Linked DNA regions of Mus musculus: regions 1, 2, 3 and 5 are each linked to region 4. Evidence: chromatin contacts called from public HiChIP or PLAC-seq data. All regions are on one chromosome and are shown on one strand. Each heading gives the region's core, a stretch centred on a gene start, on an enhancer-like site or on the middle of the called end of the contact. The rest is flanking DNA. Distances are from core to core; before and after follow the strand shown. Region 1 overlaps Ltbp1 (latent transforming growth factor beta binding protein 1). Region 2 holds the start of Fam98a (family with sequence similarity 98, member A). Region 3 overlaps Rasgrp3 (RAS, guanyl releasing protein 3). Region 4 overlaps Ltbp1 (latent transforming growth factor beta binding protein 1). Region 5 overlaps Ltbp1 (latent transforming growth factor beta binding protein 1).

Region 1 (4,544 bases), core at 50-2,549, 310 kb before region 4:
CCAGACCTACAGGATCTCACTACACACACACACACACACACACACACACACACACACACATACACACACACACACACACGATAAGTAAATGTAATAAAAGTTTAAAAAATGGCTTAGCAGCATTCTCTACCAGGCTCTGTAGCTGTGCTTCAGTTAGAAAATGCCTGCAGAGTATTCTCCACTGGACAGATGTATCACAGCTCATCAGTCGGCTCCAGACACAGGCAGTTTCATTTCTCCTTATGGTGTTTGGTTTTCTGTCACTCAAACACATCCATAAGATGTGTTCCCCAAAAGAGTTAGTGACCCCAGTATTCATATGCATTTGTATCTTCAGACTGCTTAGTTGCAATCTAAAAGGACAACAATTCTAATATACTGACCACTATTAAAATATGATTGAAATGTGTGCCTTTGTGCCACTGCCATTTCCATTGAGACTGTAACAAAAAAATGAAAGCGAGGGCCACTCTGACCAATAATACCAGAGCTCTCAAGAATGCTTCTAAGGTGGATGTATGCTGTAGTACAAGAGACTACCAACAGGGGGCACTCTCCCAACACTGCAGTTAACCCATTAGTTAACCCATTAGGTAAGCACCTGACATGCATACATTTTAGAAGGGAGCTCTCCATCAAGACCTTATGTTCAGTTACCTTACAACATGGCTTTCTGAATGATTTATCCATCGGGAGTAAAATTCTTTACATAGTCTAATTATAAACACGGCGATTCCTGGGTACTATAGAATCTAGTGTTCAAATGTGTCTGCCTTTCATTGCTCACAGAAAAAAGTTTATCTTCGTTTGATAACAACAGTATATATGTATATATGCATGTATGCATATATATGTATATATATTATATATGTGTGTATATGTATGTTTGTGTGTGTGTGTATATATATATATATATATATATTCCAAAAACATTAAGTTTATGCTTTATTTGGGCAAGAATCATTGGCCAACTGGGTATATATGACCCATGACCCATCCGGCCCGTCAATGTGCATGGCTGACACTGCTTTCATTTGATTTGCAACCCTCACTACTAACTCTAAAACCACGTCCTGTTGCCTGCATCAGCACACCATACAGGAACACTAAAAGGTTTCAGCTTCAATTCGCCACTCTGTTACTTTCATGTTTCAAAAAAAAATGCTGTGCATTTCAAATGCACTTTGAGTTCTGGGGGAGCGAGGACTTGATCACACTAAACCCACAGAGTCTGGAGGCAAGATGCCTGGATCTGACTCTGGCATTGAGCAGGCCTTGACAATGCAGGCTACTCCTCCTCAGCCACATCTCCTCCAGCAGGAGGCAGTGGTTGTGCATCTAAGATAGAGCCAACCGGGCGGGCGCCTTTCAACAATTCCTGGCACCGAGACCCATGAAAACCAAGCAGGAAATGTCTAATCAAAGATCCCACATTCTGATAACTCCGAGTTCCTTCCAGCCTGGCATGAAAACTTCCCAGAGAGCAAAGCCTGCCTCTCCCTTCTCTCATCTGAAATATGGATACAGTGGTTTATTTGGTTTGAACTTATTTGGTTTTCTTAACAGCCTTGCCTTTCAGATTCTCAGTTCACAGGATGATAAATGGATCAAATATCGATGTCCTCCCAAAAGAGACTCCAGCAACTGACATTGTAAGGGCAGGTAGAGAAGGTATTGCAGAAGTGGACGGGAAGAAGAGGAGGCAGGGTGGGAACAAGATAGGGAAGCCTGTGGAGTTCTAGAAGGCAGAGGTTGTTAGCACATGCCACCACACCACTGACACACGCCCTTCACCTTACCACCAATAATCAGGGGCTTTCTCCTAAACGAGCCTGCCATTTGGCCCCTTTAACTAGCTGAAGGCTGCCATCAAATCCAGAATGGCCCCCAAAGTGAACAAAATTACACAAGAACATAGTTCTTCTTGTGTGAGGTTCTCCTAACATAAATCCTTCACCCTCCACTCACTTCCCCCCCCCCATGCAGTGCCAACACACAAGGCAGAGTCTAGCTTCTGAGAGCTCAAGGAATGAGCCACTCCCACAGCCTCCACGTGCCAGTCTTCCCAGACTTGCCGCTTGAGCAAGAGTTAATGCCTATGACCTATTGGACCAGAAGTGTGAAGGCCTGTTTTGAGCCAGAGCTGTACTTTACACGGCACTTTAATGCTCAAAGCTGATGGCAGGCACTGCGATTTATTCTTCAAACTCCCCCAGCCTTGTTTCCATCAGTAACCAATCGTTCCCTAAAACAGGGTGGTCCTCCTTCAGAAACTGGAAGGTTCAGCGATGGCAGGCTGGGTTAATCCAGAGTTTAAATTAACAAAGGACAATGCTGTCCTTCTCAATAGTCTAGAAATGCAGAAATCGTGCGTTTAGAGGACTCAGAGACAGCGTTCCGAGCATGCAGTTTTAAAACGCGCACATTCTTTGGTTCCTCTGAAACACTAGTGACTATCATTGTGAGGGCAGGTTTGAACCTCCTCAGATGCTGCTCAGTGTCTCACTAGCTGTTGGACATACACTGGAGGCATGTTCACCAAGACTTGTCAGAATGCAGAACCCTGTACTCTCATCCTTCCAACCTCAGAACCAGGGCTGGAGTTCAGATGAGACTCTCTGCTCACTGGCTTGATCTTTATGTTTATGGAGCAGCAGTGTAGAAGAGAAAATTGTATAACAACAATCATTTCTACATCCGTGGATTCATGATCAGCTATTAGGTAGCTATATATTTTATAAGAGCCTTTGAATTTGATTACATTAGAAAACACAGCTGACTTGAATCTAGTGTACATGAGTGAGTAAGTGTGTGTGTGTGTGCGCGCGCGTGCGCGAGCTCTTGTACGCCATGTGTGTGAAGGTGCCTGCAGAGGCTAAAAGAGGGCATTAGATCTTCCGGACCTTGGGTTACAGATAGTTGTGAGCCACCTGACATGGTACTGAAAACCAAACTCAAGTCCTCCGGAGTATCAGCAAGTGCTTTCTCTCAGTCATTGAGCTACCTCTCCAGCTCTGATGTGAATGTCTCTTCTGAAAACCCATTCGATGACATTGAATTACACAAGGTGTTTGGCTCACCAGTCACAGGCAGTAAATAAAGCATCGCAGAATCAAGCTGGAGACAGGACAAAATGTGGCTCTTCACAAACCCCTTCTACCGAGCGTCCGTGACTTACAAGCACAGCACAGTCCCAAAGGCCAGGGCTGCAAACCAACTACGCATCCTACATCTTCAAATAAGCAAGGAGACATGATCCCAACAGCAGCAACGAGACAAACACAAGTCACTGGTCAGCATAAGAAGAGATCTTCAGATTCCCGGAAACAAAGGAAATGCATCTGAAATATATATTTACCCACATGGTCGTAACAATTCTAAAGGGACTGCATGTTTAAAAGGGTAGACTTTGTGTTTTACTCAAGGTTCCATTCTCAACACGGAAGCATTCCCCAAAGACAAAGAACAATTTCAAAGTCAGTGGTAGAACGGTGAATATTAATTTCCCTGTGTATAAATCTTCCAACTTCGCATCGGTGGAACTAATGGTGTCAGATACAAGTGACAGATGTGGTCCCCCAGCCCAGTGTTATGACTTGTGGGGGTTTTGTCCCTGGGCAGTCCTCTAAGAGAATACATAGAGGTTCACTGTAGCACTGTTTACAACGGAAAAGTCAGGGTTGGGGCTGAGAAAGGCTATGAAGGAACAATTAAAATAGCAAGCAGGACGTGTGGCTAAATAAACCAGGTTGCGTAGGTAGAACAGGTTCTGCACAACTCTTCCTCTATCAGCCCTAAAACACCACCAATCACAATCTTAAAATAGGCATTTATGATAGATGATGTCAAAACATACACAATGTGGCCTGTGGCCTTTTTAAATGCCACCGGCTAGAAGATAAACTGGTTTCAGAGGTGGTGACAGACAGTAAGACACCAAGTGTTGCTCAGACTGGTGGTATTGAGTTCAATTTTAAATATTACACTGAATATATAGCAATGACTAACACCATCTCTAATGAATGGATGTATAATAAAGAGCCTATGAGGCCCAAAGGCCAATAGTCAAGGATTAACATCAGGGAGTGAGATTTTAAAATGACAGGGCAGATAGAGGGGGATATAATGTCATTGGTTGTCTTAGTTTTTGGAATTATTAATTATTATTATTTTTAATGAAAAACACCGCAGAAGAACAAGGAGACAGGGAGAAGTTGAAGCGCAGTGAGGAGACTCAGGTCTGGCTGCATTTCCCTCTATACTGATTTCATTCTGTCTTCCTGTGGCATCGGCCTCCTGGGCCTAAGTCACTGCCATCTGTAACCACACATTTTCCTGCCCTCCCCATAATCCCAGGTGCGAGAGACGTTGAGTTCTGTGACTTCTCACAGAAGGCTGGTGCTGCAGGCAGTGTGCCAGATCCAGCCCCAGAACTCAACCTTCCCAGTTCCAAGTGGCTATCACTGCAGACCCAGCCTTCCCAGTTCTGAGTGGCCATTGCTCTCGACCCAGCCTTCCCAGTTCCGAGTGTCTATCACGCCCAT
Region 2 (4,506 bases), core at 740-3,239, 500 kb before region 4:
GACTTTGCTTGATTTTCTTAAAAATTAAATGTCAGCGTTTAAAATAGTCTTGTGTAACAAGGCTGGGGGTCTGAGTTAGGAATAAAACCTTTTCTATTAAAAAACAACCTTTCATTGTTACTGTTTTTAGCACATTCAACATTTCCATGATAAAGAATCATTTTATTAAAATTATGTACAATATATACAGGCATAAAAAAATCAGATAATTAATTTCCCTATCTTTTCCCATTCTGCTTTTAATCCTTGTCTGAACAATCAAGTAAGTGTATGGATGCAAATACACTCAAGTTTCAGAATGCACTAATTGTTTACGAATGCTAAGGATCAGAAAGACACGGTGCTTCAGGTTGCTCATCTATATAATGCAAACAATGTTCATACAGCATTATAACCCTATACAATAATATGTTGATGCAAAATACTTTTTTTTCTTGATCCAAATATGAGTGACCATGACCCAGGTACAGACTCAGACTGCCCCACATAACATGTGCCAACACAGAACTGGTTCCACTGTCTGTATAGTTACACAATACCAACTCATAAGTCAAGGGATTATTTCTTCAGATATATTGGTGGGGACAGCAGGTGAGAAGTTTACAGTGATGTGGAGAGAACTTAGCTGTTATCTGATGACACTTGTGGCTTTGAGTAGGCAGAAGCTAATTTGGATGTTTACACATCCCAAAAGTTTTACCTGATAGCCAAAATGAGGTTAGGTCACACAGGATGGGCCAGGGTGGGCTCTTAAGGGGACTAATGACAGTCTGACAGAACCTTGGCTCTGGATTTGCAACTTTTCCCAATCAGGAAATTAGAATCAATGAATACACCTTGAAGAATATTTAACTTTAGGGGAGCTTTCTTGGAGAAGCCAGGTCGCTCATGGGTCAAGAGGATAGTCACTAGAACAGTTAGTGCATAACCTTCTCCCAACCCATGTTACACAAAATAAATAACTAAACCATGAATTACTACTGACAGAGAATGCTTATCCATTAGACATGAAAGTGGAAACTACAAAATAAAACGTAAGAATAAGTTTAAAACCAAATGACTACACAATATAACAACATGGCAATTCATAGATAAATATGATTTTCTAACTACATCATCTCTTTGAAAACGATTTCCTCCTTATTCAACAGTTCTTTCATAATAGAAAGCTACACCCAAGCATGGGTGGCCAAAAGTAATGACAACACTGAGCATGGTAGCAGATGCCTTTAATCTCAGCACTGGGAAGGCAAAGGTAGGTGGAGCTCTGTGAGTTCACAGCCAGCCTGGTCTGCATAGTGAGTTCCAGGCCATCCATGGCTCTATAAAACCCTGTATTAAAAAAAAAAAAAAAAAAGTCAACGGAGACAAAAAGTTGATCCATTGTCTAAACTGCATGTAATCAAATATACCCTATTGTATTCGATATGGAGTTATGCCCTTTCCCGTTAAAACAAAATGCGTGGTGTCTGGGGCAGACTCAAGAGGACAGGGACAAAAAAAAAAAAAAAAACTTTCCCTGGAGAAACTTTCTGAAGCATCCATACTGAGGAAAGCCACTTCTCTAACCGTGGACTCCAGAGGCTACACTGAAGAAAAATCAAATGGCATTTTCCTGGCTTTCATTGTTTTTGACCCGTCTAACCCCGCCCTGGGCTGTGGCTGGGAACGCACAAATTTGCCCTTCTGTGGTGACTCGCAGGTGAAAGGAGGACACGCATCTTCAATACCACAGCTGTCACTCTACAATCCCAGGCTGGATCCTGCTTCTGCTCCTCCCGCGCCTGCCTCGCCCCAAGCTGTGCACATGCGCATTCCAAGAGCTCCGCGCCCCCTGGCTGAGTCTCTGAGTCTCCCAGCCTCGGTGCCACGCCACCTGCCTTCCTGCCCTTCTTAGGGCAGCTAGCTTCACTACCCCATACTGGGCACGCGCACACCCGGCCATTTTTTTTTCCTCGGCCGGTGAGGTGGGGGCAGTGGGCGGAACCAAACTGCTTGCGCACGCTCGGGGCATGCGCAATACGGGGACTGAGGCGCCAGCTGTCGACTTGGAAGTTCCGGGGAAGGAGCGCATGCGCTAGGGTACGCGTTGCCGGCGAGAGGGCAGCCTGACGACTCGGAAATTTGAATACCACAGTAGCATGGAGTGTGACCTCATGGAGACTGACATCTTGGAGTCGTTGGAAGATCTAGGGTAAGACGGCGGGGGCATGAGTTTCTGAAAGTCCACTCTGCTAGAGCCCCGGCAACTCCTCGGGCGCCCGGTCGGAGCCACCTGCCTTGCCACTCCGCACCCGACTCCCGCCGGAGCTTCCCGCTGCTGGCCCAGGGACCCCCGGTGCCACGTCCACACCTACCCTGCCCACTGGGCTCCGACGGCCCTCGTCCTCCCCGGTGCTCCCCTACAGCCCAGCTACCCGCAGCGTGTCTCAGTCATGCGTGTCATTGTCTGGGCTCCGGTTCTCACCACCCCCCCACTCCCCAAGCTTTCTCTTCTTGCCTCCCGTCCTCCCACCCTACCCCCACTTTATGGTTTGCCAAAGTTGTATCTGCTTTCCTACTTGGCCCCAAGATTCCCTACTTCTTTCTTGAGCTTCTACCCCCCACCCTACTTCTCTGTCTCTCTCTCTCTCAAAAAAAAAAAAAAATCATCTTTGCTCAGTCATCTCTGCATGCACCTAGGCTTCCCAAAGCGCACGTCTGGGCGATGCAGCCGGCTGCTCTCAAGCCCGCTCAGCTGTGCACCTAACCTTTCAACCACCTGCTTTGGAAATGACAGTCAGTGACTTCAGACCTCCAGCACAGCCTCGCTGAACTCCAGCATTCCAGGGTCATCCTCACCCACCAAGAATCAGCATATTTGCATCTTGACTCTCAGTCATAGTCTTCAGTGTTTAGGAATTTGGAAATAAGGCTTATTTATCTTGTTTGGTCACCCAGATCAAGGTGCTTAAACTTGAGAACCTAGAGGCTCTTAGGCAAAAAAAAAAAAAAAAAAAAAAAAAAAAAAAAAAAAAAAAAGCCCTGCATGATTAAGTATTTGCCTGCGAATAACTATTTCAGGATAAAATCAGCGTAGAAGAAATGACGCACCGAGGTCCTCCTGCCTCTGGCACCTGAGAGCTATGATTAAAGGAGTGAGCCCCCATGCCCTGCCGATTGTTGTATTTTTAACTATAATCCTTAATCAAAGCTTAACTTTAGGCTTTTCCATGCCATGGAAATTCTTAAGGGACACCTTTCTTTAGGGAAGGACACCTTTGAGGTAGCCAAAGCGCAACCCATGTGACTAGCTTGGTGTCCTAGTAGGTACTGACCATAAAGGAAGCTTACTAACCATCGCTGTGAACATCAGCCGCTGTGGTCATTTCTTTGAATCACATTTTGTGCATAGCCCAGACTTGGCCAACTTAGTTCTTGCAATGGGCCACACGTAAGCCTTATTCTGTGGAACGGGTGCTTTTCAACGGGTGTCTAAAGATGATTCGCTTACTCAGTAAACATTTTTTTTGTGTGTGTGTGTGTGTGTGTGTTTTGTTTTTCGAGACAAGGTTTCTCTGTATAGTCCTGGCTGTCCTGGAACTCACTCTGTAGACCAGGCTGGCCTCGAACTCAGAAATCCGCCTGCCTCTGCCTCCCGAGTGCTGGGATTAAAGGTGTGCGCCACCACACCCGGCCAGTAAACATTTTTTAAGGGACACTTGCTCTGTGCCAGTGTGGGGTTTTCCTCAGGGTATAAGTTCACGTGGAAGCTCTGAGAAGCATACAATGAAAAGCCCCGAGGAGGGTCTCTTCCCTTGAAAAGGTAGTGTTGCAGGAGTAGAACCAGAAGAGTTCTGGGATATTCCGTGCAGGTGAAGATCAGCTGACTGGCTGCAGTGGAAGAGCTTGCTTCCATTACTGTTCCTTTATCCTAATGATGTTTTCTTGTCTGGCTTACTACAACTAATTATCCCTGCAACAATTGCCCTCAAGTAAATAGTTAGGTTGCATTGTAATATAAACCCTAGAGTTTTTAATGAAAGTTTATAATTAATTTTAACTTAGTGTGGTTACATTTAAATATTATTAAAAGTCACCATTAGTTGATTGCTGTGTATTTTTAAACAATTTGCTCAAAAATTACAGTTGAATACTATCTTTTTTTTCAAGACAGGTTTCTCTGTGTAGCCCTGGCTGTGCTGGAACTCACTCTGTAGACCAGGCTGGCCTCTATCTCTGAGATCCATCAGCATCTATCTGCCTCTAGAACAGTAAATGCTATCTTTTATCTCTAACCTAGCACAAGAAGGAAGGTAGCAGCTGCTGGCTGTTGAATGAATGTGGAACACAAGGAGGACTTTCTAAGCCTGGGCCTTTATTCAGATGTCTCTACTATCTACTATGTTGGGGGTTTTGTTTTTATGTGTATATGTGTGTGTGTGTGTGTGTATGTGTGTGTGTGTGTGTGTCAGTATATACCATGTGTATACCGGATATGTGAGGAGGCCAGAAGGAGGATCCAGA
Region 3 (4,578 bases), core at 1,476-3,975, 410 kb before region 4:
CAGTGCCAATATTATGTCATGTCTTATAAAATTTAAATACAGCTCTCAGCAAACTGTCACTTTTGGCGAATCTGCTAGGCCCATTGTCACCACCATTCTTTCTACCTGTCATCAACAGAGATAGAATAATGATATTTGAGTGTTGGCAGAGTCTGAGTTCTACAGGACCACCCTGCAGGAGACACAGAGGACCACAGTTGAGAGAATAGTTCAGTAATAAAAACTGAATGAGTGTGTTCCGGGTAGGAACTAAAAAGAGAGTTAGGGTGCAGTTATGAATCCACAGAGCCTGAGAATGCTTTTGTGTCTGGTAAAAGTCTACTAATGGAAATGGTAAATGTATTGGTCATGATGCAACATCAATTGCATGACAAGGCCAGCAGTCTCCACTGCACAGTGGATGTCCTTTCCATAGAGAGCATCCATTTTAAACCTAGGTAGAATGAGAGACAGCATCATTATGTTAAAAAAAGGCATGAGCATTGTTTCCAGCAAAAAAACCTCACCCCACTGGCCTTTTAAAATGCAAGGTAGCCAACTCTTCTCATTTGATTTCTTCTCTTACAGCACTCTGCTCACTACAGCGCTATCTACTTTCTGAATGAGGTGAAAGTAAATGTTATTTTCTTTTCTATTCCTAAAGCAGGCATAGTTTAAATCCTTACAACAAAAGAAACACCATCAGAGGCAGAGACATGTCTGGATCAAGACTGGCTGGGGAGGGAAGTGGGCTACAGAGAAATCTGAAAAACCACCCTTCAGATTGGCCACTTGCCCAGGCCACAGGAAAATAATGATCTCTAAAACAGCCTGTCAACTCATATGATTTTTGAGTGGCAGGCATTCCATGCATAAATGAAATACTTTCTACTTTGAGAAAGCAGAACTGAGACCCGGGCCAATTTCAGTGTTCACTCAAATCGAACTTGCAGTGTGAGTATCTCAGAACCAAATATGGATGTACTTGGTTCTCCAATTTAAAACTACTTCAAATTCTTGAGGGCTTGGGAGCCCCAGAAGGCTCTGTTAGCTTGAGATCTGAGAAGGAGCATTCTTCATGGGTACAGGGAGAGCTTCTGCAGTATGCCTGGGAAAGGACATACTTCTCTCGAGGTCCTTGATTCCAGTCTTTAGAACTGTTCTGCAACAGGGACCTTCATGTACAGATGTCTAGGCACAACTCTCACGTGCCTTCCAAGGTTAATTTGCACAGAAGGCACCCAGGAAGCCCAGTGCAAAGCAGTTTGGATTGTTGAATGGAAAGAAAATGTCCTCAAAGCAGAGGAGAGACCGAGCCGGTTTGTTAACTTGGAGACTGACTGTGCCTTAGATTGATGGCTGTGTCTAACTCCATTCCTAGCTCATCAATTTCCCTTTGGGCCAATTGCATTGGTCTCTCTGCCACATTACAAATGCTCCAGACAGGGGAAAATGCAATTAAAATCACTTACACATTCTCTAATGCAGTTGCTTGTCTGTGGGGTTGAAAAAAATTAAGCGGCGAGAAAGTAATAACTAAAAGGAAGCTCTGGGAATAGATATAAATTTCCCATGTTATTTTCCTCCCGTGGGTAGTTCTCTGCCAGTTGTACCAGGAACACATCCTTAATTAAAACTCTGACTGTATTTATAGTCTTAAAGCAAATCAATGTCATAATAATATGGCACCTTATGGGGTAGTTATGGGCCAGCTGATTAAGGGAAAAGACGGGACAACATTTGGGAAATAAAGAAGCCTTCAGAAAATAAAAGTACCAATCCTATTAAACAGAAGCTTAAAAGATATTAGTGTAGCTGCAGCAACCTGAATCCTGTCACAAACTAGACATGAATAAGATCCTTCTATTACAGTAGGGGCATCAAGATTTACACTGCTTTGAACTCCGCTGACCGAAATGAAATCCATAATGGTAAAACCATCACCAACCATCTCACTGTCTTTCCTTCTTTTATAAATGTTCTCTTGTATGCTCTTGGAAGGTGCCGAAAATTCTGTTTATTACAATAACCAGTAAAAAGGGGGAAATACCTTTTGGATCAGTTTATGAGTCAGTTCAAGACTTTTTTTTTTTTAATTCAAAGAAAGTAGCCCTAAACAGTCATACTACAAAGGTTATTATAATGTTTTATTTATTATAAAACAGCATACATTTATATTTTCCCTGGCTATTACTATGTATAGCTGCACTCACAACTACTAGAAGCCACATACAGCTGTTTTTATGATCTTACCAACATACTGATAATGGTGCTAGTCAATAAACAATGAACTTGTTGGAGAACTGACCAACAGTAAAGAGTCTCAATTAGTCTAGTGAGCTAAGACTCCTCACACTGAGCAAGTGACCACAAGGAGGAAAGGAATAAGCACGTCGGAATGCACACTTGCCCCCTGGATGTGCGGGTGTTGTAGCCAGCAGAACTCCCAGGAATTGCTTTTCTTAGGCAAGGAGAATATATGCAAGAGAGCAGGCTGGACTATTTTAAATGTAATCAATTAATTATATTAATAACTTTTATATCTAAAAAATGGGCCCTCTCAAAGCTGATGTTACATCATGCCGTCATTGCTGAGACTTCAACCAACCCACACCAGTGACGAAAATGATGACTAAATTCCACTACAAATGTTATCTGAAGCCAATATCTTTGTGTCTGTGACTAAGATGGACTTATTCTTCAAGTCAACTGCCCATAAAACTTACTTAATACCACCAACAATACCCATCAGCCAGCACACCACAAACTAGTCATAAACCAATGCCTAACAGAAGATCATGACAAGGTACAGCCTTTTTCACTACAAAAGACAATTCAAAATGTGCACTTGAATGATGTAATTGAACCCCGTCTTCGCCTGGATGACAGCATAAACAGAGAAATTCCTGGGATTCGGGGCTAATAGATTGTTTACACTGTGTAGAATTCTGCCTGCACGTACTTCCTCCATGACTGTGGACAAGTTACGTACATTTTCTTATTCTCAGTCTCCTCTCTGTAAACAATGGGAATGATGCCCACACCCCTACTTGAAATTGTGGCAGTGAGAGAGAGTGCCTAGTGCCAGTGAATTCCCATGTAAACGGGCATTCTCTTTTTTCAATCCCAGAGATGAATTCAAAGACCAAAGCACAGTGACTTTACATACCACAGACTCTGAAGGGACAAAGACCACATGAAAGAATAGAACACCCAAGATTTTAGGTCTCATAAAGTAATGAGAACATGACAGCATGATGGCTGACTCCTATAATAAATGAGCAACTGATATAAAGGGGAAATAAGGGACCATGGGGCTAGCTTTTGGAGAACAGGTGTCTGTAAAGCATGCAATCTTCCAAGACAGACAAAACATGCTCTGTGTCCTAGGATTCCATTCCCTATTGCAAAACATCAAAGAAATCAAGCAAGCATTTGATGTCAAAATTCTGAGTCCATTCTTTATGTCTCTGCTAGCGTTCACTAAATTATGCCATTTCCTTGGGGAAAAAAAAGCATTTTCCATCAAAGATCAGAGCCTTCATATCCTCAAGGTTTTATGTCTATGAAATGCAACCAACCATGAATGTACAGTATGTTTCTCAAAGTAGTGATATCTGTACTGAACACCTTTTGTTCTTTTCATTATTCCTTAAAGAATATAGGATAACAATATTAGGTCACATCTCCAAGTGAGACACAGATGATTGAAGTCACACAGGAAGATCAGCATAGGTTATATAAAAAACACTGTGCCCAAGCCGGGCGTGGTGGCGCACGCCTTTAATCCCAGCACTCAGGAGGCAGAGGCAGGCAGATTTCTGAGTTAGAGGCCAGCCTGGTCTACAAAGTGAGTTCCAGAACAGCCAGGGCTATGCAGAGAAACCCTGTCTTGAAAAAAACAAACAAAAAAAAAAACCACCCAAGCAAACAGACAAACAAACAAACAAACAAAAACACTGTGCCCCTGAACAGGAAGGATCTGGGCATCATGATCATGCATGGTGTTCATGGAGTCCTGGAATCTATCACATAAGGACACTAAGGGACAAGTCTCATCCCCAGTGTTCTAGTTTAGAAGACTACAGTGAGAACTACTACTGATTTGGGTTTACTTTTGAGGGGATTGGGTGAGTAAAATTAAATTTTGCTTTTTCTTTCTATAAGTAGGTTAATCTCTAAAATATGTAATCTGGGCATGATGACTTTGCAAAAAACATTTATACTTTCTCAAGGCATCCATGTAACACTGATCTCCTCAGTGTTCTTCCTGTCAGCCTGAAAGATTTCCCCATTCCCCAGATCCTTATATATTATACACAGCCTTTTGCTCACTACCATTTTGATGTCTAGCCAAGTGAAGGGATGTAGAGAGGCAGATGAAATGTATAAAAATGTTCAAGCAGTAGTTTTCTGTGAAGGCTCTCCCTGACTGATGACCCAGAGAAACCACAGGTTCACAACTGGCAAGTGAGACAACCACTCAGTCTCTAGGTGCGCAGCAAATCATAAGATGGCAAGACTCATGGCAAAAGAGCATGCGCAGCAGCCATCAGATCTCCTCCTACGCCACTCCCAGTCAGTCCCCTGCCATGGAAC
Region 4 (5,000 bases), core at 24-2,523:
TTACAGATGTATATTATTGCAGGTGTATATTATCATTACAGATGGGCATCATCATCATTACAGATGTGCACCATCATTACAGATGTATATCATTACAGATGTGCACCATCATTACAGACGTGCATCATTATTACAAATGTGTATCACTATTACAGATGTGTATCATACTTGACTCAAATTGTTTTTCTTAAAAAAAGAAAGATGAGGTGTTGGAGCAAAGGCCAGGATTTAAAGCACATAGTGTTCTTACAGAGGACCTGAGTTCCATCCCTAGCACCTACGTCACGTAGCTCACGACCACATGTAACTTTAGTTCCAGGAGTCTGACCCCTCTCTGGTCTCCAAGGTTCCTGCACTCGAGTGAACATACCTACACACATACATACATACACATAATTAAAAGAAAAGTATCAAATGTAATAAGGAGACATATATTGACTGTTGGTAATAGATGTGTAGATGTCTGCTTTAACATGTCTAGATGTTAAACCTTTTGTATTTTTCTACTTTTCAAGAAAACTCAATGTTTTAATTATCAGACAAAAGGCAACTGGGAGCAAAATAAAGTCATGATAATAAAGTGGGGTCTGTTGCAGCTGGCAGAAATTGCCACCAAGACAAAATGAACTTGAGGCTTGCAGAATGTCACCATTTCAAGATCTGGGCGAACAGGGTGGGTTGCAAAAGTCCCTCTATCCTCACATCCCAGGCTGGCCTTGCAAAAGCACATTTGTCATTTGAATCCGTCAAAACTGGATCAATGCTCCATTTTGGGCCCAAATGGTAAACAGTTTCAAATTTCTCTCCGCTGGCAGCTACTCTGGGGTTGACAAAGATAATCCTAAAGTTCTCTCAAAGTTCAGTGACTTTATTTTTAGGAAGTGACCCATGGCCTGAAGCCCCGCCTCCTTTGCTTTTCATCTAAAAGCATAGCCCTTAGTTATATTTAAAGCCTGCCCCAGCCCACACAGCTCACTGTGACTCCCTGCCCCGTGCCTTTCTCTCCAAACAAGTTGCAGCATGTCTGCCACATATGTCCTGGGTGGAAATGTGAGCTGAGCTGTGTCTTCGATGATCTAAGGCAGCAGGTGAGAAGTTGCCCCCTGTGTGGCTTCAGGGCTCTGCCCAGCTGCCCTTTGAAGTTATTCAACACGAAGGAATATCAGAACACGAGAATCGTACGGTGAGTTCACAAGTTGACGACTGAGCTAACTTCTCCTGTACCAAACCCAAATAAATAATGTGATTTCCTTGTAAACAGCTCTGAGTCAGCATACTCCTCAATCCCTAAAGAGAAAAAGACTAGCATCATAACCTCCCAATGACTGACGTAGCCAGTCATAATGAATTCCACATAACTGAATCTTCTAGAAAGATGAATTTCACATTTCAACAAGCACCGAGTCGACTTTATAGAGTTTTCATCGATGTGGAAACCCACTCGAAATACATGAGATTGTGTCCGTGTGTATCACACAGTGTCAGTAGTAGGTCTGCTGGCCTCATCCCCACCTCTCTCTCTGAATCAGACTGGCACATCTCACAGCCTTTCTTGACGTTGAATACCCAACCACACGATTTGCCGTGCAAAGCGACAATTTCACCAAGTAGGTGGCTGAGTAAGTTGCCAGGAATGCAAGTACCCAAGGCCACATGCAGGATCAGAGGTCTCCAAAGCAGAGTTGCTCAGGGCCTCATTCTGGGGTTTGAGGCCTTCGTGTCACTCAGCCTCCCAGTGCTGTGAGCTCTACCCTGAGCTTAGCAGGAACGGAGATTCCATAGGATTTACTCTAACATGGGTAGTTAGCTAACATGGGTAGTTAGCTAACATGGGTAGTTATTTAACATGGGTAGTTAGCTGGGATGAATTTGTCTCTTCTGATGCTACCAATAACTGTCAGGCCAATGAGCTCCAGGGGTCTGGCTTCTGGGTCATCCCCACTCCATTCCCAGAACTGAAATTACAGACCTGGGCCACTGTGCCCAGCTTCTCCACGGATGCTGGGAATCCAAACTTAGCTCCTCATGCTTGCCCAGCAAGGCACTTTACTGATGAGCCATCTCTGCCATCCTGGCAGATGCATTTAGAGAGTGCCTTGGCAGCATGTTTCAGGGATTTCATACCCTCATTTCTAGGCATGTGCCCTAACAATGTAAAAGAAAAATTACTGTGCCCAGACATATGTTCTGCTATCCTCAGCAGGGTTATTCACACCAACAAAAAACTTCACAGGAATCATAAAAGGTTGACCAAATAGGGTTAGTGTAGAGCCACTGAAAATCAAAACTATAAAATGATACACGTTTCTAGAGTGTTCAGAGATTCTAGCATGAGTTAGAATGGTGAAATTTCGCTACTGACTCAGCCACTTCTCAAATACCTCAGAGTTAAACTCATTGCCCAGAGGGACTCTCTGAGTCCTCCCTCACTCAACGAGCATGCTTTGTACAGATGAGCACTTCTAAAACACCACGGCTCTAAAATCCCAAACTGTTAAAGTACCAACATGATAGATACCATAAGGAGAACAGTACATCTGATGCCATATGCTAGCTCAAACCGGAGATACATGAAAAATATCATACAGTACAACTTCCAGGCAATGTATGTAATATATACATCAGGCTTAAGTAAATTCCAACCCAGAAGATACTTCATTCTGTATATGCAGATATAACAAAATCCAGGAGAGAAAAATCCAAATGCAAGCATTTTTGGATCAGGATTGTTTATCCTGAACGTCAACTAGCCAAAAGCCTTCTTTGGGGTCCACTTTTGTGACAAAGGGATGAGTGTCAGTTAGTGACAGGAGCTGAGCTTCAGGCACAGGTGCCTGATTCTAGTAAGGTACAGTGCCAACCTGAAACCCATTCAACTGTACTGTCCAGAAATGTCACCTGCTCTCACGGAGGGCGGGAGTTCTCAATGTGCGAGCTCTGGGGACTGCCGGGTTTGTGAGAATTCTTTGATCAATGAAACAAAGATTAAACCCATCTAAGGTTTTTACTGTTCACATTAGCAGAATAAATTCACTTTGTGCTTTCATGGTAGTAAAATGCCAGGAGGTAGCTGGTAAATGCACATACCTGGCAAATTTGAAGTTCAGCTATGATGTGCACAGAAATCATTTTAGATGATGTCTAATGAAAAGGCAACATGTTTTAATAATCTTTAAGTTTGTTCTAATGTCATACGATCTGCATTCATTGTCTGAACATTGAGCCCCTCTTAAATTCTAGCTTTGAGCCACAAACTTTGGGTAAAAAAGATGAAGGATTATTTTGCAGAAAATCAGAGACTAAGATGTAATTTTTTAAATCAGTACATGGATCTGGAAACTAAGTGATTAAGAGTGCTTGCGGCTCTTGCAGAGGACCCTCACAGAGGCAGCTCACAATTGTCTGCCATTCCAGTTCAGGGGATCCAAGGCCCTCTTCTGGCTTCCACAGGAACCAGCACACACATGACATAACAAAACCCACATATATGAGAGGCCCTTAATTGGGTAGTGGATTAATATCTGTGAGTTATTTATATTTAAATAATAATGGGGGCTAGCCAGAGACATGGCTTTGTGGGTAAGAGTGCTTACTGTGCAGTAAAGCATCCTGGGTCAACTCATCTCTACCCACATAAAAATCTGGCTGTGGCTCCACAAGCCCATAATCCCAGAGCAAGGTGAGGGGCAAAGACTAGAAGAGTAGGGGGTCTTGCTGGCCACAAACTTACTGTCAGGTCCAGTGAGAAACTCTGTCTCATGGGGGTAGGGCAGAATGCTAGAACAGGACACCCAATGTCCTCCTATAACCTCCATGTTCACACCATTTGCACACACACACACACACACACACACACACACACACACTTTTAGTTAAATTAAAATGAAAAGGAGATCATCATAGAAACCAAACATCTAAAATGGTGGCTTGCCCATAAGCTCATTTACCAGGGAGAAGCAGAATGTTGTGTGCTTCAGAGGATGATGGGCTCAGATCCGAATCTGATGGGCCTCCTCCCCCAGCTCTGTGCCTTTAGGCAAGTTTCACCTGTCCCTTCAATAAAACATTGGGCAAGAACTTCGCATTCTTGTTGCACTAGACACTGTCATACACCCCAGAGAGAGAGCCAGAAACAGAAAAGCATACCCAGCCCATCCTGGGCAATCAACAAGAAGTAAAGACAATGATGACACTCAAAGAGAACAGTTGTGCAATGTGGATGGGATGACCAGGGGATTCATGGAGTTAGGGAAGGAAAGAAATACCATAGCATGAGACCCAGCATTAAAGCTGGTCTTTTCTGGCCTCAGTCCTTAGCTTGTAGGCAGCCATCTTCTCCCTGTGTTGTCATGTGACCTCTCCTTGGCATCTCTGTCTAAGTTTCCCTGTAGAAAGATACCATTAATACTGGATCAAGGTCTGCCCTATTGACATATCCTTAACTAAGGACCTCTTTAAAGACCATGCTCCAAATGTAGTCTTCTCTGGGGTCCTGGTCTGGATATGAGTGCATCCTCCAAAGGTCCCAGTTTGAAGCCTGGTCCTCACTGGGAAGATGTCCAGACGTAGTAGAACCTTCAGGAAGTAGAGGATGGGTGGAAGGTATTAAGCCACTGGGGGCACTGCCCTGAGAAGAGATAAAGTTAGTTCCCACAGAGCAGGTTTTGAGCTCCTCCTGACCCTCTGGCTTCCTATCTGACTTTGTGATCCTTCTCATAGGTGTCCCCATCAAGAGGTCTTCACAGAAGTGGATCAAACGGGACCACCCCACCCTGACTTCTGGCTTCTAAAATTATGAACTAAATAAACTCTTCTTCTTCATATTCTACCCACCCTCTGGAATTTTGTTATGGCACTAAGAAAGACTAATATAAACTTTAACATGAGAGTCTTGGGGAGAAGAAATTCAACATGAGAGTCTGGGGGAGAGGAAATTCAACCACGGTGACATAACAGTATTCAGTATGCTCTTGTCAATTACATAACATGTAAAAGAGAAA
Region 5 (4,651 bases), core at 92-2,591, 290 kb before region 4:
ACCCTCTTCCTGACGGGGACGAGAATTTTCTCCTTTCCATTCCTCCTTTTCACCTACCTTGCCTTCCTGAATTGAACCGAAAACTCAGTGCAATTATTTCACATCAAAGCCAGCAGCTCTTCCTCATGGCATCTAATGTGGCAAGTTGATTGGGCTGCTCTGAATGCCCGCAGGAAGCTGGGATTATAGCAAGTTTACAGATTGTAACAGGGAGGAAGGGTTCTATCCTGTTACTGACTTGACAGAGGCCACTGCTAACTCTGGACTTTCTAAAGTGGGCATCTGTCAAAGAGATAATGTTGTTCTTTGCACTGCAGCCTTTTTGGGGGTCTGGAAGCTGAGCAATTCTTCAGTTAGCACTTCCATGCTGATGGATTCTCAGACTCTCTCAAAGCTTTAGCTCAGTCCTGGTGAAACATTTATCTAAGACCAAATAGACCCAGCAGTAACACATGAACTTGCTATCACTGCCCTCCGCATATCAGCTCCATTTCTCCTACACACCCTTCTTCAGCACTTCCAACTAGACACCCGTACCAGGAATCTTAATGCCAGCCCTTCCCTTCTGCAACTCCCTCTGCTGTCCTAAGCCACCCTTTGATCTTTCTCAATATTCCCTGTATTCTAGCTGGCTTCCGTATCTCCAGTCTTGCCTCCCTCTAATCCACTCTTTACCTAACTATTGCTGAGGTGCTCTTTGTAAATGTTAACCCATGCATGCCACTCCCTTGCTCAAAGTGTTCGCCATCTTCTTCTTGCTAGAGCACAAGGCTTCCTTCATCGGGCTCCTGGCTACCTGTGTGATAGCAGTTCTCAGAAAACCTTCTCAATTTGAACTCCATCCCTGTAGATGACCTTGTATAAGGGCTCCCTGACCTTAGAATGGTATAAACTCTTTGCTTGATTGGCTCTTCCACTCCTATTTTTTTCTCAGAAATTCATGCTGATCCTTCCAGAGTCAGCCTAAGGGGGCACCTCCATCATGGCACCTCCCAGACAGATACCAGGCTACTCCTCTTTTTCCTGTGCCTGTATTAGGCTTGAAGGGTTGGGGAACCTTCAACACACCCTCACCAGCAACTTATTTCTCTACTAAAAGGAGAGGAAAAGAGTGAATTCAGCTGTGTGAAATCCATTGGATTCTCAATCCAGATTCTTAAAATTAGATTATCTTGCTTTCCTTGTTATTAATTTCATGCCATTCCAGCAGATGATGGCCCTTTATTACTGTTCACCAGCACAGGAACTGAATAACTAGCCTGAAGGTGAACAAGCCCCCAGCTGGCTATGAATTACTGGGCGTCTTGCAGACTCAGTTTACTGTAACAATGACTCACCAAGCAAGTTTAGATGAGTAATGTTTTGGATCGGAATGAATAGGCAAAGGGAATGTGAAGTGCCTGCTGGAGACTAGCTGTTCAACAATTAATATTTTATAAAAATGATATAATGCGGCTCTGCAGTTTCTTGTTTTCAACAGTGAGGTGAGGTAATGGCTTCACTGAAGTACAGCGCTGGTTTCGCTTCTCAGAAGGGCCAAACCAGAGCTCTCCTATTACGCTAGACCCTCAGCTCTTTGTTTCAATTCTTTAATGGCCTACATACAAATATTTCACTTTCTTGATATTGTGAGATCTCAGATCTACTTTCCCCTCATCTATCTGGATAGGTGGAAAACATCATCCTGTTTTGTCAAGGTTGACTCTGAAACCTGAGACTAATTTTTGAGGTCTCTAAATATCATATTTTTCTTTGCCTGATATCAACATTTCTACATCAGTTTTATTGATCCAGTAAGGGTCATGCTAGAAATTATCACTAGTAATACTATCCCCAAAGCTAGTCATCTGTTGGAGTTGCTGTCAGTAATTGCTCGGTCCTCAACCCACACGTATGAAGCATGTTTTCACAAGAACTGCTAATTTCTTATATTGCTCTGCTCTTCATATATTTTTACTGAAAAAAAAAAAAACGGAACAGCAAATACTGATGTTTCAATGTAAACAAAGTCAAGATTTAACGATACCTACAAGCCAGTGAGTAAGTAAACTGACCTCCCCCGCAAAAAAAAGAACCCTCCAAATATTAGAAGGATAAGTGGAACACAGCTCAGGATGCCTGGAACTGACAGCGCCTGTATGGAAGCTGTGACAGTGTCAATGGCTGACAAGTCCACATTTGTCAGGTTAACCTGTTTTGTACATTTGCAAGTTTTACAATGAATATATTCTCTTTACTGCCCCAAAAATTTCCCAAAACCTTCTATGGTAAAACAGAACTCCAATGTCCCTTCCTTCCTGCATAACACTCACTAAAGGTCACCCATTCTTTACCCGCTCACTTTGGTAACATGAACAATGAAATCAGGGGAGGAAACAATGGAAGACTCAATGTGATTTTCTAAATAGAATGGGTAGGGCAGCTTATATACAGACAAAGAAATTAAATTGCCAGGGCCTAGCAAACACAGAAGTGGATGCTCACAGTCAGCTATTGAATGGACCACAGGGCCCCCAATGGAGGAACTAGAGAAAGCACCCAAGGAACTAAAGGGAACTGCAACCCTATAGGTGGAACAACAATATGAACTAAGCAGTACCCTGGAGCTCTTGTCTCTAGCTGCATATGTATCAAAAGATGGCCTAGTAGGCCATCACTGCAAAGAGAGGCCCATTGGACTTGCAAACTTTATATGCCCCAGTACAGGGGAATGCCAGGGCCAAAAAGGGGGAGTGGGTGGGTAGGGGAGTAGGGGGGTATGGGGGACTTTTGATATAGCATTGGAAATGTAAATGAGCTAAATACCTAATAAAAAATGGAAAAAAAAGAAATTAAAACTGTCTTTAAAGACCTTGACAGTGAAAGTCATAACAAAAGTAAATGGTCCTACTAGGTGTCACATTCAGAAAAGCCTATGTGCATCACAAGAGGTGATCACAAGATGCACTTATGTCTATTTCGTTAGGAAAGTGGTTTGGTATTCTTTCAGACAAATTCTTCCATTTTGTTTTGTTTTCAATCATGAAGAAGAAATCCTTGTTTCCTCAGGCTCTGAACATCTGTGCTTTGTAGATTTTTCTCCTCCCTACTTCCAAGTGAGACTCATCTATCAACTAGGAAGAACGTCTCACAGATGAGCCACTCACTCTTCTGTGTCTGGATGCTCTATCAAGGCAGGTGACAAGGATGGGACTCTAGCAAGGACAGTGGTAGTAATGGGAGTGCTATTTGTGGTACTTGGCTGTTTACAAAATTTCCACAGTGATTGCAATGTTGGGCAAGAGAAGCCTACTTGCCAGCAGGACATTTTAACACGAATTATATTGTTCACCCTGACTTAAAGGCAATTTCAGTTTTATCTACATTGTCCACATTGTAAGAGCCAGGAAACTGAGGCCTGGGGAGGAAAGCAACTTCTGTCAAGTGACAAAGACAGTAAGTGGAAGAGATGGCGAGTGGCTGGTCCTTGTTGAGGATCACCTTCTAAATCCATACTGAAGGTTCTGTTCCACATCTGGGCTTGCCTCTTCTAGGGATGCTTATAAAATATTACTTCTATGTGATGACCAGAACCACACTGTGAGCCACCAAGCATCATGGAGCATGTTTACTTCAAAGACAGAAATAAGACCAGGCTGACAGTTACTCACTGGCTTCCCTTGTTGACTTGTAGTTTTAGAAGAACCTCTTGTCCTTAAAAAGAGCCCAACATAAGAGGCACCATCATTCTGAGATATAGAAACCAGAGCACCATAGATTCCAAAGATGTTTATCAAAGAGACTTCTGGAAAAACACATACCAGGCTCTGATGGTGTGTTTGCCTCAGGAAGACACAGGCTGCTCTCTGGTGTGAATGTTCTCCTAGCTTTTCATCAGAAGGAAATGACCCACTCTTTCAGCTGAGATCTTTCTGATCACCTGCAATCGGTTTAATATTTGGTTCCAGGATTTTAGGAAACAGACATATAAAAGAGCCTCGTACTAAAGAGACACAGAGCTCTGCTGAGGAGAACTGCAGACCTCACACTCTTTCTTGAAAGGAGTGGAGGTCGACCAGAAGACAGTAAGCCCTAGCCAAGAAGTGGAACTGAAAGATGTTAGCATAATGTCTGCGCAAAGGAATTTGAAAATGGCATGGCTGCTGGCCCAAAAGAGATTAAGGTCTTTCTCACAGCACAGAGGAAAGCCAGCAGCGAGCAGGAGATGAGCACAAGGCCTGAAAAATGAAATAAAATTTAGCCAGTAGGAAATTAAAAACTGAATTTGGAGAGCATCCAGACAATACAATGGGATATTGTAGAACCTTTCTAAAAAGGTCCACTGAGGTCTGGCAATATCCACAGGGCTGGAGAATATGGTCCTTATGTGTTATGGATAATAATTTAGTTCTGGGAAATGGGAGAGCCAGAAAAACAGCAAAAACCAATGTCTTTGTGTAGTCTGATTTCCATGCCAATAGAAAAATGAGAGAGAAGGGAAAGAGAAAAAAATGTGGGGGGATAATGATGGCAAAATCTATTTGAAGCAGCCTAAGATAAGTAAATAAGAAGTGACAGGGGTCAGAAATTCTAGAAAATAAGGCTGGCCAATGAGAGACCTTCCTGTACCCTTCCCTACCTTAGGATATGCTATCCTCAGAGCTTACTTAAG

Evidence for each region. HiChIP or PLAC-seq counts read pairs in DNA pulled down with a chosen protein or histone mark.
Region 1: a contact with region 4 is called in a CTCF HiChIP or PLAC-seq map of the NIH/3T3 cell line, with 18 read pairs. The contact joins two enhancer-like sites. A contact is called at or near these places in 1 of 15 datasets of contacts at CTCF or cohesin (the NIH/3T3 cell line) and 2 of 115 datasets of contacts at active chromatin or transcription factors (the NIH/3T3 cell line and embryonic stem cells).
Region 2: a contact with region 4 is called in an HNF4G HiChIP or PLAC-seq map of pancreatic cancer cells. The contact joins the promoter of Fam98a here to the enhancer-like site in region 4. A contact is called at or near these places in 1 of 15 datasets of contacts at CTCF or cohesin (the NIH/3T3 cell line), 2 of 115 datasets of contacts at active chromatin or transcription factors (the NIH/3T3 cell line and pancreatic cancer cells) and 2 of 9 other capture datasets (adipose tissue and liver).
Region 3: an HNF4G HiChIP or PLAC-seq map of pancreatic cancer cells shows a contact between it and region 4. The contact joins two enhancer-like sites. A contact is called at or near these places in 1 of 15 datasets of contacts at CTCF or cohesin (the NIH/3T3 cell line) and 1 of 115 datasets of contacts at active chromatin or transcription factors (pancreatic cancer cells).
Region 5: a contact with region 4 is called in a FOXA1 HiChIP or PLAC-seq map of pancreatic cancer cells. The contact joins two enhancer-like sites. A contact is called at or near these places in 1 of 15 datasets of contacts at CTCF or cohesin (the NIH/3T3 cell line) and 2 of 115 datasets of contacts at active chromatin or transcription factors (embryonic fibroblasts and pancreatic cancer cells).

The regions. Positions count from the first base shown.
Region 1 is chr17:75,366,311-75,370,854 of GRCm38.p6, reverse strand. The region is part of intron 31 of Ltbp1 (latent transforming growth factor beta binding protein 1); the gene reads right to left. Among named protein-coding and RNA genes, the nearest start is that of Rasgrp3, 67 kb to the left of the region's middle. Within about 2 kb of position 1,299, at least 17 of the 459 cell types and tissues checked have an H3K27ac peak or open chromatin away from gene starts, as enhancers often do. A contact at or near this core is called in the NIH/3T3 cell line, where this site is marked.
Region 2 is chr17:75,549,429-75,553,934 of GRCm38.p6, reverse strand. It overlaps Fam98a (family with sequence similarity 98, member A), which reads left to right and starts at 1,989. Exons shown (of 8, transcript NM_133747.2): 1 at 1,989-2,194. The coding sequence starts at 2,142.
Region 3 is chr17:75,468,873-75,473,450 of GRCm38.p6, reverse strand. All of the region lies in intron 1 of Rasgrp3 (RAS, guanyl releasing protein 3), which reads right to left. Among named protein-coding and RNA genes, the nearest start is that of Rasgrp3, 35 kb to the right of the region's middle. Within about 2 kb of position 2,725, at least 13 of the 459 cell types and tissues checked have an H3K27ac peak or open chromatin away from gene starts, as enhancers often do. A contact at or near this core is called in pancreatic cancer cells, where this site is marked.
Region 4 is chr17:75,052,839-75,057,838 of GRCm38.p6, reverse strand. All of the region lies in intron 2 of Ltbp1 (latent transforming growth factor beta binding protein 1), which reads right to left. Among named protein-coding and RNA genes, the nearest start is that of Ltbp1, 50 kb to the right of the region's middle. Within about 2 kb of position 1,273, at least 45 of the 459 cell types and tissues checked have an H3K27ac peak or open chromatin away from gene starts, as enhancers often do. A contact at or near this core is called in the NIH/3T3 cell line, adipose tissue, embryonic fibroblasts and 1 more, where this site is marked.
Region 5 is chr17:75,341,976-75,346,626 of GRCm38.p6, reverse strand. The region is part of intron 24 of Ltbp1 (latent transforming growth factor beta binding protein 1); the gene reads right to left. Among named protein-coding and RNA genes, the nearest start is that of Rasgrp3, 92 kb to the left of the region's middle. Within about 2 kb of position 1,341, at least 37 of the 459 cell types and tissues checked have an H3K27ac peak or open chromatin away from gene starts, as enhancers often do. A contact at or near this core is called in the NIH/3T3 cell line, embryonic fibroblasts and pancreatic cancer cells, where this site is marked.